2 separate regions of the Capra hircus genome follow, and region 2 is linked to region 1. Evidence: chromatin contacts called from public Hi-C data. All regions are on one chromosome and are shown on one strand. The core of a region is the stretch at or near the end of the contact, and the rest is flanking DNA. Distances in the headings are between cores, read along the strand shown. Region 1 overlaps ABLIM1 (actin-binding LIM protein 1). Region 2 overlaps ABLIM1 (actin-binding LIM protein 1).

What was found. Hi-C and Micro-C count contacts between places; a contact is called where the count stands out from the background.
Region 2: a Hi-C map of blood shows a contact between it and region 1, with 4 times the contacts expected there. The contact joins two enhancer-like sites. A contact is called at or near these places in 2 of 5 Hi-C or Micro-C datasets (both in blood).

What each region holds. Positions count from the first base shown.
Region 1 is chr26:16,969,942-16,977,651 of ARS1.2, forward strand. ABLIM1 (actin-binding LIM protein 1) reads left to right here. Exons shown (of 23, transcript XM_018041203.1): 5 at 3,340-3,466; 6 at 5,137-5,230. Among named protein-coding and RNA genes, the nearest start is that of AFAP1L2, 140 kb to the right of the region's middle. Within about 2 kb of position 3,455, at least 1 of the 5 cell types and tissues checked has an H3K27ac peak or open chromatin away from gene starts, as enhancers often do.
Region 2 is chr26:17,034,997-17,042,706 of ARS1.2, forward strand. It overlaps ABLIM1 (actin-binding LIM protein 1), which reads left to right. Exons shown (of 23, transcript XM_018041203.1): 9 at 5,547-5,624; 10 at 6,647-6,802. Among named protein-coding and RNA genes, the nearest start is that of AFAP1L2, 75 kb to the right of the region's middle. Within about 2 kb of position 5,110, at least 2 of the 5 cell types and tissues checked have an H3K27ac peak or open chromatin away from gene starts, as enhancers often do.

The sequences.
Region 1 (7,710 bases), core at 2,205-4,704:
GTCCAACTCTCACATCCATACATGACCACAGGAAAAACCATAGCCTTGACTAGGCAGACCTTAGTCGGCAAAGTAATGTCTCTGAAAAAGTGAAAGGCAGTCAAGAAACCTGGTTTCTAGTCCTAGCTCAGACCCTATCAAGGAAAGGAGAACTATGTGGAACAACCAACAGGTACCAAGTGTTCTAAGTCATATGAAGCACTTCACAGTACAGAGGGTTTCTTCTTCCTCCCAGCAACCTGAGAAGTGAGTCTGCATTTCAGAGATGAAGAAATGAGGATTCAGAGAGAGTAACTTTTCCTGGTTAGTGCCCAAGTCTTCCTAATTCTAAAGCCTGCCCTGTGGCTGTCTCCCCACCTTTGATCTCCCTGGACCCCAGTGTTGTGAAGGGGGAGATATGAACAGCCCCGCCTACCTCCCTGAGCTCCTCTGCTGTAGAAATGAAAAGCCATCTTTAAAGTTTATTTTCTACTTGAAAAAATTCAACCAACCAGCATCTTGCATATTATTTTAAATCTTTACTGCCACCTAGTGGGCATAATCTAATCAGAAGAATGAAAAAAATTTTCAGTTCACTTATTAAAACCTACCAATTCATCTTATATTAATCTTGTGCTATTATCTTTTAGAAATTGCATTGAGCAAATATCATGGTCTTCCATTTTTATCTTTATAGTAAACTACCAAATGTGTGATTCCCTCTGAAAGGAGTTTGGTGAGATGCTGGACATCATGTAAATCCCAGCTTAAAAACAAAAAAATTCATGCTTTGTGACCATATAATATACACTAGCTTATAATGGGCTATACTTACAGAAATTCTAAACTTCAGTATTCATAACTTGTATAGTATACTTTTAACTTTTTAAATATTTATTTGCTCAATTCTTTTTACATTCTCATGATTTAGAAAAATGAGCTTATGTTGTACATACTGTTTTACAGCTTGTTTTTTTTACCCAGTCTATTTTGGACATCTTTCCATGTCTGCACACAAATCTACCTTATTCTTTTTAACAGTGTGTAGTATCCCATTAATGACTATACTATAATTAATTTAACCACGTTCTCATTAATGTCCACATATGTTGTTTTCAGTTTTATTGTTACAAAAATGCAGTAGGGGGTGAATATATATTTTTCAGGGGATAGAAACACATACATTCACATGCACATCCTTTTCAAAATTTATTTGCAGAGTGAAATTTTAGCCATGAGATTGCTGGATCTAAAGGTTATGTAAATACCCAGTGCCCAAAGGTCACCAGAAACACACCTGTAGTCAAAAAATAAAAGTCAAGTGTACTTAAACCTCAGCAAGGAAGAAAACCACAATAATTGTGAGCCACTGCTGGGGGACATTTGGAGGAATTTTTATGGGACTTGAGCTTGTGCCAGGTACTATAGGAAAGTTTTTCTAGAAGAAGAGAGAATTCAAGTTGGGCTAGAAATGTCATCATTAGTACAGGAGCAGCAGCCACAGATGTGGTCAGAAGAGGGGGGTATTGAATCACTTTGTGTACTGAGGGGACTTGTCTGCACACTTCTTTATTCTCTGAATGATTTTTGTGATCAATTGGGGATATCAGGGGCAAGCTGCCAGCAATGCTTTCTTTCCCTTTCTCAGGTACATTGATTTTAAGTGTCTCTATTTGGAGAAGGCAATGGCACCCCACTCCAGTACTCTTGCCTGGAAAATTCCATGGACAGAGGAGCCTGGTAGGCTGCAGGCCATGGGGTCGCTAAGAGTTGGACAGGACTGAGCGACTTCACTTTCACTTTTCACTTTCATGCATTGGAGAAGGAGATGGCAACCCGCTCCAGTGTTCTTGCCTGGAGAATCCCAGGGACAGTGGAGCCTGGTGGGCTGCTGTCTATGGGGTCGCACAGAGTCGGACACGACTGAAGCGACTTAGCAGCAGCAGCAGACATTTAAATTGCTTTCCAGAAAGGTTGCCCAATTTACATGCAAGCCTCAGAGATAATGCATGCTCAGTGGATTGGTTCAAGACCACCACAGTAAGGCAAATACAGCAGTTAAATGAGCCACACAAATTGTTTGCTTTCCCAGTGCATAATGAAAGTTATATTTACTCTATGCTGTAGTCTGCTGAGTGCGCAATAGCATTATGTCTAAAACAGCAATGTACGTGCCTAAATTAGAAAATATTGCTGAAAAAATGCTACCATCTGAGCCTTCAGTGAGTCATAGTAGTAATATCAAATATGACTGATCACAGATCACCATAACAGATATAATCATAATGAAAAAGTTTGAAAAATTGGAAGAATACCTAAATGTGACACAGAGACATGAAGATAGCAAAGGTTTTTGAAAAGATGATGCCAATAGACTTGATCCAGGTAGCATTGCCACAAATCTTGAATTTGTTTAAAAAAAAAAGTATTATCTTCGAAGCACAATCAAATGGTGTATGCCTATACATTCTTCTGGGTTCTTTTAAATACTCAGCTTCCCTAATAATGATGTATCTAATAATCAGAATAACAGCAACTATAATAATAGCAAACTTTCATAGAGACCTGAGTCCTTTATTCCATTGAATCCTCATCAGAGAACTTGAGACAGGCACTAATAACATCCTGGCTTTCATATGAGGATCCCAAGGCTTAGAAAAGGGGGGAACTAGGCTGGGTCACGTGGTTAGCCAACAGCGAGCTGGGGTTCAGAACCAGGGTGTCCCATTCCAGGGCCTACATTCTTTACTGTGAAGAAATACCTTCTTCTTTATCTTCTTCATAGGATCCTGCCACGGAGAATTTAAAGCTGAGGAATTAAGAGCCACTGAATTGATGATCACAAATTTTGGAAAGTCTGGTTTAGGGTGATAAGGAAGTAGAGTCCTGTTTACAAAAATGAGACTTAGGGCATTGCTCCAGAAGTCGCATATATAGTATTAAGGGAGGCAGCCAGCATGGGAGGGGGAGGGGGAGCTGGTACTTAGCTACTCACAGGTGCCCTCAATTAATAAAGGCTGAGGAGCGCCTTCTTAAAATCACAGCCAAGACGCTATAATTAAATATTCTCTGGGCCAGCTGGAGCTCAGAGGCTGTTTAAATCACCCCCAAGGAAATGAACAGATGAAGGACATCCAGGCCCTTGGATCTGCTGAGGCTCATGATGTTCCCCCTCTAAGGGAGGATAGGGGGTCTGCGAGCCCTCTGGGCGAGAACGCGGAATGAAATGGCGCTTAAGTAAATAGTTATTGAGTATGTGGTGGGTGCATGCTGGGGATCAAAGGGGGTCCACCTGCTTGGATTAGCAAAACTATGGATTTAACAAACGTGGAGTAAGGGCCGGCGGCTGCTCTTTTCCAGATTGCGCTGGCTGCGGACGAGACATCAAGAATGGACAGGCCCTGCTGGCGCTGGAAAAGCAGTGGCACTTGGGTTGCTTTAAGTGCAAGTCCTGCGGGAAAGTCCTCACCGGCGAGTACATCAGCAAGTAAGCCTGGGGCGCAGGCGCGGATGGATCCTTCAGCAGGGGTGGGGCATCGTGGGCTGCCCTGCGCTCGCGGAATACACTCTAGCCCAGCCCAGCCCATCAGACATAATGAAAGACCTTCACATTCCACAATCCGTATGAACTTTTTGCTATGAAACTTTGGAAAGAAATTTTATTCTTCTGTTGTTGCCTGCTATAAATTTAATGAAATGTTCATCATTGCCTAATGGAACAGTTAACGAAGCTGACATAATGGTGGGCTCTATGTTGCAACCAATTAAGCGTTTAGTAATTTTACTTTCGCTAATCCCCCCCATCCCCGTCATTTCCCCATTGAAACTACTGATGGTAAACCTTTATCCTCCTTCCAGGTCTCAGCCATGTCTGCTGGCCCTCCCCTGCCCCCATCCCCCCAAAAAGAAACTCAGCGTCCAGGCACAGAGCCCATTAGGACCACTCTGGAGTAGGTTCCTTAGAGTCCGAGGCTGGTGTGGAGAAGAGCTAGAGCAGGTGACGTTTTGAGGGTTTTGTTTAATGTGACCTTGAATAGCTAGTTACAGTGGTTACCTTTTAAATTGAGGAAAGAATGAGCATGGGGTGGGGGGAGGGCCTAGAGGCAGTAAGGGAAAATTTTCCCCTATCCACTTTTAAAAATGTTCTCCAACCAGCATCTATTAAAAAATTTTTTTAATGAATTTAATGTATGAATATACACAGTGAAACTAAATAAGTAGCTTGGGCCCCACCCCCTAGAAATCTAATTCTCCAGATCTGGGGTAAAGCAAACCCTGGTATTTGGGAGGCAGAAACTACACAGGTGATTCTGAGGCACAGCCAAAGAGAACTGCTCCGCCTTTAACACTGACGCCTGTGCAGAGCTAGGTAACTGGGCTGTCTGGAGACGGTTTAACTCTCCCATGCAATGGCACACCTAGAACATGATATTTTAACTGTGTCATGAGGTAAATGAGGGGCTTCCCAGGTAGTGCTAGTGGTAAAGAACCCGCCTGCCAATGCAGGAGACATAAGAGATGCAGGTTCGATCCCTGGGTGGGGAAGATCCCCCTGGAGAAGGGCATGGCAACCCACTCCAGTATTCTTGCCTGGAGAATCCCATGGACAGAGGAGCCTGGTGGGCCTCAGTCTGTAGGGTCGCAAAGAGTTGGACACGACTGAAGCAACTTAGCACGCATGCAACAGGTAAATGAAGGCAGTTTCAGGAGGATGGTTGAGAGGCCCTGGGCCCCCAGGCTCCCTCAGGGCCAAGGAGAAGGCATCTCTGCGCTCTTAGGAGGCTCTGGTGTGTGAATCGAGGAGGTGTGGGGGAGGAGACAAGGAAGAGGAGCATGGGACTACAGCTGAAGCCCACCAGGCCTGGTGCTGCAAGAGGGGGACGCCTTGGTTTTTGCTAGCGAGGTCTGAGGCAGTCAAGGAATGCGCAGCGACAGCCATTTGGCTGTTACTCCCGTGTGGCCTGGAGGACCTCAGCACTCTCGCTGGAGAGTTTGCTTTTGTGGGTTTTGACCCTCCCCCCCCAGGGCTCCTCCAGGCATGTGAATGGTAGTTGAGCGAGAAATAACTTCTGCTCCCCTTCTGAGCAACTGGGCGGAGAGAGATGGGCTCTGGACGTCTTTCCTGCCCTTGGAAGCTGAGCTGTCTTTGTCCTGCAGGGATGGTGCTCCATATTGTGAAAAGGACTACCAGGGGCTCTTCGGGGTAAAATGTGAAGCCTGCCACCAGTTCATCACAGGGAAAGTCCTGGAGGTAAGTGACACACGGGCGCCCCTCAGAACCACCGTCATGGTCCTCAAGGCTCTCGGAAACACACAAGGGTCTCTTTTTCCATCTTTTTCTCACTTGCGGAGGAAAGAAAGTAGAGAATGTCTGTGTAACATTGTCTTCTCAGGCAGTGTCTACTTCATGCTGGAAACCGGAAGGATAGAGGACATGAGGGAAAAAAAGAATGAAAAAGAGTCTAGAGGAATTATGTAGGAGGAACGGTTATATTAAACTGTTCTTTTATTTAGAAGTTAGAAAAGAGGAAATGAAGACTGTGTTCGAGCCACGTGTGTCTGTGTATACAAATGTGTGTATAAGTAAGTGAGTAAGTGTTAGTTGCTCAGTCGTGCCCAACTCTTTGCAACGCCATGGACTGCAGCTCACCAGGCTCCTCTGTCCATGAGATTTTCCAGGCAAGGATACTGGAGTGGGTTGCCATTTCCTTTTCCAGGGATCTTCCCAACCCAGGGATCGAACCCGGGTTTCCTGCACTGCAGGCCGATTCTTTACCAACTGAGCTACAATATGTGCCCGCATATCTGTGTGTGCACATATGTGTGTGCTCATGTGTGTACACATGGGAGCATACAGACTCAGGGAACAGAGGCTCTGAATGGAAGTTAAGAGAAGAAAGTCGTTAGAGGTGAGGGTGTAGGCTTCCTCACCCTTAGAAAACCACATCCTGTGTGACCCAGAACGTCCTGTGGCCCAGGCTGACAGAAGCCTGTCAAGCTCAGGTGTGACTGCCTCGCACTGGGAAGCTTGATTCCTGCTTTCTCAGCAGTTGCCCCACCAGCTTCTGCCTCTGGGCGGAACTGAGCTCCTGAGTTGGCACCATCAGTAGACTTGGGGCCAGAGGTCAAAGAGTCACTCCTACCTGCCCACAAGCCTGCGAGATATTAACCCACTATTATGGGAAAAGTAAGGGCTTCCCAGGTAGCTTCCCAGGTGGGTCAGTGGTAAAGAATCCGCCTGCTAGTGCAGGAGATACAAGAGACCTGGGTTCAACCCCTGGGTCAGGAAGATCCCCTGCAGGAGGAAATGGCAACCCACTCCAGTATTCTTGCCTAGAGAATTCCATGGACAGAGGAGCCTGGAGGGCTACAGTCCACAGGGTCACAAAGAGCTGGACACCACTGAGTGCACACACACACACAGGACAAGTAAACATTGCCTCACACCCACCCCAAGTCTCAGGGTGAGGATGTGTGCTAAGCAGGGGTGGGTCAGGACGCCCAATAGGGTCCTGGGAACATGACCGGGCAACTTGTCACATTGCTTCTGTAGACACCAGGTCACTATATCCACATCACCACATTCAAATTTCCCAGCAGGGTGTGGTCCAGGGACCCAGGACATGAATCTGAGTGGCCCCTGAGGTGTCCCTGGGCATCTTCTGTGGGTGTAGTCTTCCTAATCCCACAGCAAGCCCCATGATGCCTTCCTGCCCATGAAATGCAGGACAGGGGGCAGTGCTGGCTCTGTGCTGGACCTAGTCCAGCTAATTAGATTTGAGATGCAGGTTGTCAGTGCAATTCCTGACCCAGAGGAACAGTGTTTCGGGAAGAGGAAACTGGAGTGGCAGAGGCTCAGCAGCAAGGACAAGTACAGCATACCCAAGAAACCAAGTCATTTGGGCAGGACTGTGGGTGAGAGAGAGGATGCTGGAGGAAAGGAGGGGCCCGAGTGTGAGGACCTCAGAAATCAGTCAGGAGTTTGGCTTTACCTTGAGGATAGTGGGAAGTATTGAAGTGATTGTAGCTGGAACATCACGTGATAGGATCAGACTGCAGTGTGAAGAATGGGAGGGAGTCCTCAAATGAGTGTGCCCCCCTGTTCACAGCAGCTCTGCTCACACCAGGCAGAAGGGAAAGCAACCCACGAGTACATGGATGGATGGATAAACACAGTGTAGTATTTAGAGACAGTAGCCTGTCCCCCAGCCTTAGGAAGGAATTCTGACATGTGCTACAGCATGCATGTACCTTGAAAACATTATGCCAAGTGGTAGAAGACTGCATACTATGTGATTCTATTTACATGAAATATCCGGAATAGATGGATCCATAGAGAAAGCAGTTACCTGGACTTGAGTGCAGGGAGAGAGTAGGGAGTAACTGATTGTTGGTTCCCACTTAGGGTGATGAATCTGCTTCAGAAGTAGAGGAAGTGGTTGCACAACCTTGTGAATATCCTAGGTGTCATGGAGTAGTTCCCTTTAAAATGGTGTATCTGGTGTTATGTGAATTTCACCTCAAATGAAAAACATTAATGGATGTAAATGGAGTTGGGGGGCAGACAGGGAGGGCAGGTAGAGGAGAGCTTTGGACAGCAAACAGTGGTGCCGCTGGCTGGAGTGACACCTGAGAAGTGGACCCCCACCACCCACACACAGTTGGGGTAAGGGGGATTTTTCATGGCCCTTCCAATAAAGCTTTTATTTTGAGTCCAAGGATACTTCAAGG
Region 2 (7,710 bases), core at 3,860-6,359, 67 kb after region 1:
TGAACTACTAGTCTGGTGAGACCTCTCTTTGTTGATTTATTTCGTTCCTTTGAGGGAAAATAAAAAGCTTTTTTGAAACTGAAAGTAGGTATGTGAAGGTGTGCTGGAGAAATAAATGTAAATTTAGACACTTTCTTTATGAAAGAGTTTTTCTTGCATAAGCCACATACAACTAGAAGGTTCTTACTGAAGGATCCTTTTCACTTGTTGCCAAAATGAGGATTAAAGGTTAATCTTGTTGGCAAAGTCCTTTGAAAGATCACAGACTGTTTATAATCTTTCTTATATCTACCTTGCTTTTCCCATGCTTTCCTCTACCTCCCCACCCCCAAAAGATGGCATCGAAAGAAAAAACTGAATTTTTCCAACTGTGCTTTCAAGTTGTTTTTTTCTGTAAGGCATGAAGGAAAAAGTGAGAATAAGTAGATTGCATCTGCTCTAACAACTTCATCACAGGTCTATAGGGTTGATTTTTTTCCCCTCTGTAGAACAGAAGTGGGAAGACCTTTGGGGATAAATATTTGGAATTATCTTCATTTATAATATAGGCAACAGGGTAATTGTGTCTATCATAGCTCTCATAGAGAATTCCAGAGACAAAGCCTGTTGACTCATTTGGGTTCCTGATTTAATTCAGTGAATCACTGTTGTGAACTTGGTTATCTGAATGGGATGAAACAGTAATTTAGATGAAATAATTGCATGTAAAGATCATCTCTAGAAATATGGATTATCTGTAACTTTGTTACCACCCAAAGAGGTGACACTAGAATTAAGTTAATGATAAAGAAGAAACTGTCAGTGGGATTTGAAAGAGGGAAAACATGTCAGTAAGCTGTTGCTTTTGAGGTTAAGATGAACCTTAATTTTGAGTGTGTGGATATGATCTGTCATGTCAGAAGACAGCTGTATGCCTTTTGATGTTGAAGACCATCAAACAATTAGCAAGTTGTGTATTAATTAGGAGGGAAACAGCTAGAAGAAAAGGGGAACTTCAGTGATAAACAAGATGCTCATTTAAAATTCAGCATGTTTCTTTTCTTTCTTGTTTTAAATTACTCTCAAATTACATTTGCATTCAGGTCTTAAACCATTTGGGTTTCTTTTGTCATATGATGTAATATTAGGAATTGGCTCTTTTTAAATTAACACTTTAAAACACAGAGAAAATAAAATGCAACCTGTTTAGAAGTCTAGATGTTTAGAATTGAAATGTAAAATTCTAAATATTTAAGATTCAAACTCAAAAATCATGTTTGGGAATGCATGTAAGAATTAAAGATTTTAAAATTTAAAAAAATAATAATAATAAAATTAAAAAAAAAAAAAAACAAAAAAAAACCCAAAAATAATAGTCCCACTTTTAGGAGTAACTTTTTTTTTTATCTTCACAAGAGAGAGACCACTAACCTCTGCTGGTTAAGCAAATACCCCAGTGTGGGGAGCCATTAGGAACTGTGGCGTAAGTGGACCATCCCTGTGTACCATTTAACTTGGAGCACAGTTCACGAGGGAGCAGACCAGGAGTTATCCTGGCAGATCAGACAGGCTTGAGCAAGCTCTCTGCTATTCATCATGGAAGGGTGATAGTAACTAGGGCCTAGACGCCAGCTGGAGAAGTCGTTATCTTCGGAGGGTACAGATTCGTTCCATGGAGTTCTCAAGAAAGGGAAGGACATTTGTCAGCTCTGTGTGGGACCACTGCCCCATCCACTGAGACAGTTAACTTACCTGAGTTCTGATGGGAAGGTCTCCAAGGGTGAGAACTCGAGGGAAGTCTGGTCAGTGGAGCTCACATCCAAAATGACCGTCCAGTCATGAGGCGCAGAACAGAGTGAGTCCTGCCCTTCATTATTTGAGACACTGGCAAAGAACTCCAGTCTCACGACAGCTGTCCAGAAAATGCTGGGTCTTTGTCATGTGCGGGGCAAGGTGCTTGAAGCTTTGTACGTATTGTTTCATTTATCGCTAGGAAAGAGGTGTTGTATGTACCCTTTCCTCCATTCTATACGTAGATAAATTGAAGCGTAAGGAAGTTAAAGGGAAAACAATGAAAGAGTGAGAAGAAGGAAAGGGAAGAAAAGACACTCGTATAATGTCACACAACCAATAGAGCCACTATATGCGTCAAGGTATTAGACTCCAAAGCCAGCCTTTTAACCCCCCTAGATTATGCTATACAGAGCTGTATTTTATCCCATTATTTCATTTTAAACAGGAAAACAAATTAGGACCACTATAAGAAAATAGGCAAGCAAGGGCGTAACTCAACCCATAAGCAAGATTCTGTGGAAGTAAAATTGACAGTAAGGTTAGGAGGTTAGAATGAAGCTAAAACAAACAGTGGCAAAGGCAATGAAAGCCAGCAAGTTCTGAACGTCCAGCACGTTGTACCTGTTTCTGAAATACACTAAGCGGTCTGAAGATACACTGGGCACAGTGATCTCAAAACAGAGCCAGAGCAGCGGTGGGTTTGTTGAACGTTGGCTCGACTTCAAAAACTGACTGTGAAACTCTCAAGTCTTTAGTTTGCAGTCAGAGAAGCCAGGGCAGCTGGATGCAAATCGGAGGTGACTCCAATCTGAAAACAGTGGAACTGGAGAAGAATGTTTGAATGTTAATACCTTTAGCCCAACAATGTTAAAACAGTAAATGAGTAAGATAAATGCTTCACAGAAAGCCTGTGTCACTCACAGCATCCTCAGTCCTGTGAAGAATGGAGAGAGAGAATGAGCTGGGGACAGGCTGGCTCAGCCGAGTCTCTCTCCATCTCTGGAAGGGAGCGCTCAGGGCCCTTTCCTGACTCCTGTGCGCCTTCTTCCCCAGCTGCAGTCCTATCAGGGTGCACAGTACATCAGAGAATGAAACACTTCAGAGCCACCTCCAGGTCCGTTGTTACAGGAAACACACAAAGGGCACCTGACCCACATTTTGGCAGAAATAAGGACGAGGAATGTGGGAGAGACCCCAAAGCTCAGCGAGCACTTTGGCTATTCACACAGCGTCCTCATGGCTTGTTAATGAAAACAAGCCATTGGCATAGCAACACCAGCAACCCCAAACATCTGACTCTCCTGGGGAACACCCTCTCCCACCCCAGCCCAACAGCGAACTATTACAGGCTTCTTAGAAGCTTCTAAGTGGCAGTCAAAACATTTTCAGTTAGCATGCACTCTCTCCTGCTAGTTCATCTCCATATTTTTCTTCTACTTTCACCTCATTTGTCCCAAAGTCACGGTGATGAAAAGTAAATGGCTACACTTGCCCTCCAATGTGGGCAGAAAATTTAGCGCGGGGATTAAGAGCTCAAGCTCTGCCTTTAAAGCATCTGGTTTCAAATCCTGACCCTTGCCCACCTGTGCGACTTTCCCGTCATTTAGAAAAAGGCATAAATGTTAGCAGAATGTTAGCAGATGTTAGCAGAACCTCCTTCCTGGGGTTATTGAGAAGATTAAATGAGAGCATGCCTGGGGAGTGCTCAGCACAGGGCCTGCCACAGAGTAAGTGGGGAAGAAATGTTCAGTACTGCTAACCTCATGTTGTTGCCTAAGAGGCTTCATTACTGTATTGAGTTTGGCAAATGTTTGATCCTGGCAACTTGAAGCTGAAGGACTGCCTGTAGTGAATAATTGCCTTCTCTGTCCATGGAATTCCCCAGGCAAGAATACTGGAGTGGGTTGCTGTTTTCTTCTCCAGGGGATCTTCCCAACCCAGGGATTGAACCTGAGTCCCTTGCATTGCAGGCAGTTTCTTTACCACTGAGCCACCGGGAAGCCCAGTTATCCCACAGAGAGGGTTACTGGCTCAGCTCTCTGAAGCGGTTGCATCTCTTTTTATAGAAAGGCTGCACTTTGGTGGTGTCCTTTGCATGTTTTGATTGGCAAATTGATCCAGGAGTTGGATTGTTGGGAGTGCTGTTATTACGTGAATCCTTTCTTTTGTAACATATTCAGATGTGGGGATTCTATCATCTTGAGATACTCCTGTGATTGGAAAGTTGTCACTCGAGGAGGAAAGTGCTTGTACAAGGAGGGAGGGGAAGAAGGGTCGAGCTTGGCTCACCTCCACTGTGCCCTGCCCACTTTCTCCACCCCCTGCCACCCTTTTGTCTCAGAGATGTCAGGGACCCTGGTGAGAATGACTGATCCCACCCCTCCAGTGGATTCTTACTGTCAAAGCAGGTCCAAGCACTGCCTGCCTCAAGGTGACCAGGTGGGCTTGCTTTCCTTGTTTCAGATGTGAGGTCCATAGTGACATAATATCCTGCTTTTTAGAGGGGGCTGTAGGGACTCAGTTATATTCACATCAGGATACCGAAATATCAGCAGAAACAGTATTCCTAACAGATCTATAAATCATCCTCTCCAAGAAATAGCTGCATGGAAGGGAGAAGCCTTCTAAGACCAGGCCTTTGGTGTCTTTGCAGAAGCTTTCCAGAACATACCAAGCAGGGGTGGGGGGCCGTTAATCCCAGTTCATGCATTTTCCCCCCTTTTCTATCACCATCCCTCCCTCTCAGGGTTCTCTAAGTCTGTGTTACAAAGTCCTCTTTATACTTTCCCTGGTGGCCGACCACGGGCCTTAACTCAATGACCTTCCATGTGGTTAAGCTCAAACCATGTAATTAACATGAGTCAAGTATCCACGAACTGAGTAGTTGTTTGCAAATGATAAATTCTGATTCCCCCAACAAATATTTATGCCTTCTCTGCACCTGTGCAAAACGGTGGGCACGTACAGTGGTAAGAAAAGAAGCCCTCTGAGGGCAGAGGTCATAACTGAAGGTAATGAGCGAGATCGACATGGTGATGAAACCAACAAGTACGGCATTATTCATTTCATTCATGAAGGAGAAAACAGGATTAATGCCATGAGAGGAAACAGCAAGATCACCAACTCCGGAGGAAGAGAACAGGCAAGGCTTCTTTGAGGAGGAGATATTTAAGCCAAGACTGAAGGAGGAGGAAAAGCAGAAGTGGGACGGGGGATAAGGGCACGCTTCTCAGGTCGAGGAAGCAGCAAGGATAAGAATCCTGGGGCAGTGACATGTTCCTGTCCTGTGAGTGACGGTGGGCAGTGAGCGACACAGGAAAGGCAGGCCGGGCCGAGATCCCGAGGCCCTGGGAGCGGTGACTCCATTCTTTGCAGATGCTGACACCAGAAGAAGGGTAGTGACCGTTGAGACTGTATTCTTCACAGATCTCTGTGGTGCCTAGTGGATTTGGAGGTGAGGCCATGGCCGGAGTCCAGGCGAGCACGGGTGGTGACTGCATGGTGCTAGGATGGTGGCCGTGGAGGTGGAATGTGCTCGATGGTGTTGTCGGGGACAAGGAGAAAAAAGAAGCCCCCAAGTGCACTTTCAAGGCTGACGGCACAGTCCGTTCTCATTGACCTTTCTTCCTCGGTTATGTTTCCCCTTATTCAGAACAGTTACAAGTCTTTCTCTCTTTAGTCAGCTTAAGTCTTTAGCCAAGTGTGGGGACTTCAGCCAGTCGTGATTAGGAAGCCACAGTCTGAACTCTTACATGTCACTCTTTCTTTTACAGCCTACCAGGACTTCCTCCGAAAGCATTTACTCTCGACCAGGCTCCAGCATCCCTGGATCCCCGGGCCATACTATCTATGTAAGTATCCGCTTCTGGAAGAGATACTTCCAGGCCAGGTAAGGTAGCAGATGGTAAGTGTGGACTGGATAGTCTGAAAGGGAATAATTCAAAATGCTTTCTATTTCTGTTACGAGATCCAGTTTTCATTCTTGTAGATCAGCCATCTCAATCCCATTTTCCTCCAGACGATCGAATGTTTCTGTGGATGTGACCATCAGTATAGAGTGATTGAGTAGATAACCCTATAAAATGCAGTAATGTAATACAGGACTTGAAAAATTATTGCACCTAACTTGCATATAGATATTTGGAGATTAATTATATGTTTTATAATTCCAGTACTGAGTGTCCTTAAATTCTGCCACAAAGGTCTTTAAATATTTAGTTTATTAAATATGCAGTTCTTGTTTTTAGCCATCTGGGAGGATTTTTTGACCATCTGTTTGAGCTTTCCCTTCTCTGTCATAAATTTAGGAAATCCTGAAGGTTTGCATTCTTCTCTATTTGATGAATTCTACTTAGACTTTTTCCCAAGCTTTTGGTGACTTTTTTTTGAAAACATGAATATCTGGTATAAATGGGCAACTTTATTTTTTAAATTTATTTTCTTAACATATAGTTGATGTACAATATTATATCTATTTCCACTGTATAGTAAAATAATTTAGTTATACATATGTGCACATATTACTTTTCATATTCTCTGCCATTATTTCACAGGATATTGAATATAGTTTCCTATACTGTACAGTAAGACTCTTGTTTATCCATTCTACATAAGAAATTTTGCATCTGTTAGTCTCAAACTCCTAATTCTTCCCACCCCAATCTCCCTCCCTCTAGGCAATCACAATTCTGTTCTCCATGTCTGTGAGTCTTAAACAGGCAACTTTATAAACAGTGACCATGCTGAGCAAAGTATTTTGGGATTTGTTAATTTTTAAGATTTTAACTCTTTAAATAAGACGTGAGACGCACGAACCACAGTTCCTCAAACATAAGATGGCAGAATGATTTTTCTTTCTGTTTAACTTTGGCAGGCAAAAGTGGACAATGAAATCCTGGATTACAAGGATTTAGCAGCCATTCCCAAGGTCAAGGCAATTTATGACATTGAACGTCCAGATCTTATTACCTATGAGCCTTTCTACTCTTCGGGCTATGATGACAAACAGGAGAGGCAGAGCCTGGGAGAGGTAATAAATTCCCGGAAGTTGTGACTGGCACAACTTCTTTCTCTTTTGCCACCTGTATAAAAACTACTGATTGGGATCAAGATGAGTCAGAGAGTCCTCCTCATTGCTCACTGTTGGCAGGCTTCTGTAGCAGGTGCCTTAGGTAGTCAGAAGCCTATTGCACCATCCCCTCCCCGTGGGAGGTGTGGAGAGGTGGGAAGCAGACCAACCATAGCAAACAGGGCAGGAGGAGTGAGTATCAGGACCAAGCCGGAGGGAAGAGGAGCTGACTTGCTGGGAAGGGAGCCGAAACTGGGGAGAGTCTGTGAGCAGAGGCTTTGGGGGGAAGGGTCCTCCGGGGTGAGGGGGGAGCCTTGGGGCGAGCTGAAATATATTCATGGGGCTCCTGAGGAGAGAGAGCACACCCCCTAAATTTTGACAACTGTGTCTTCCAGCATCGTAAGATAATTAGTATATGCAAGAAAAGAACGCATAGGGTCGCAGTGCAGCACAGTGGTATGAGATGGGCTTCTGGAATCAAGTTACCTGGGCTTAACCCAGGGACTCCACTCATTCGTTACGTGACTTTGACCGTGAGACACCCTTTATAATTCTAACTTCTTTGTCTGTAAAGCAGATAATGACAGAATCTATGTATATACATACATATGTGTGTATATATTTACATATATATATATATCTTTAATTTTTTTTTGTTTTTCTAATCTGGTTTTGTATTCCAGAGCATAGCTCCTGGGTGAAATGATCCCTAGGGTGGGAAGTGGTGTCTGTTTTCATGTAGTGCCACCTAGTGGTCACATTGCTGTAACTGCACCTGCAGCCTTTGACGTGCAGGTTGATTGATCGATTGGCTTGGGAGGTTCAGTTGCCTTTGCGGGGCAGAGTTTCACAGAGGATAAGGGGCAAAG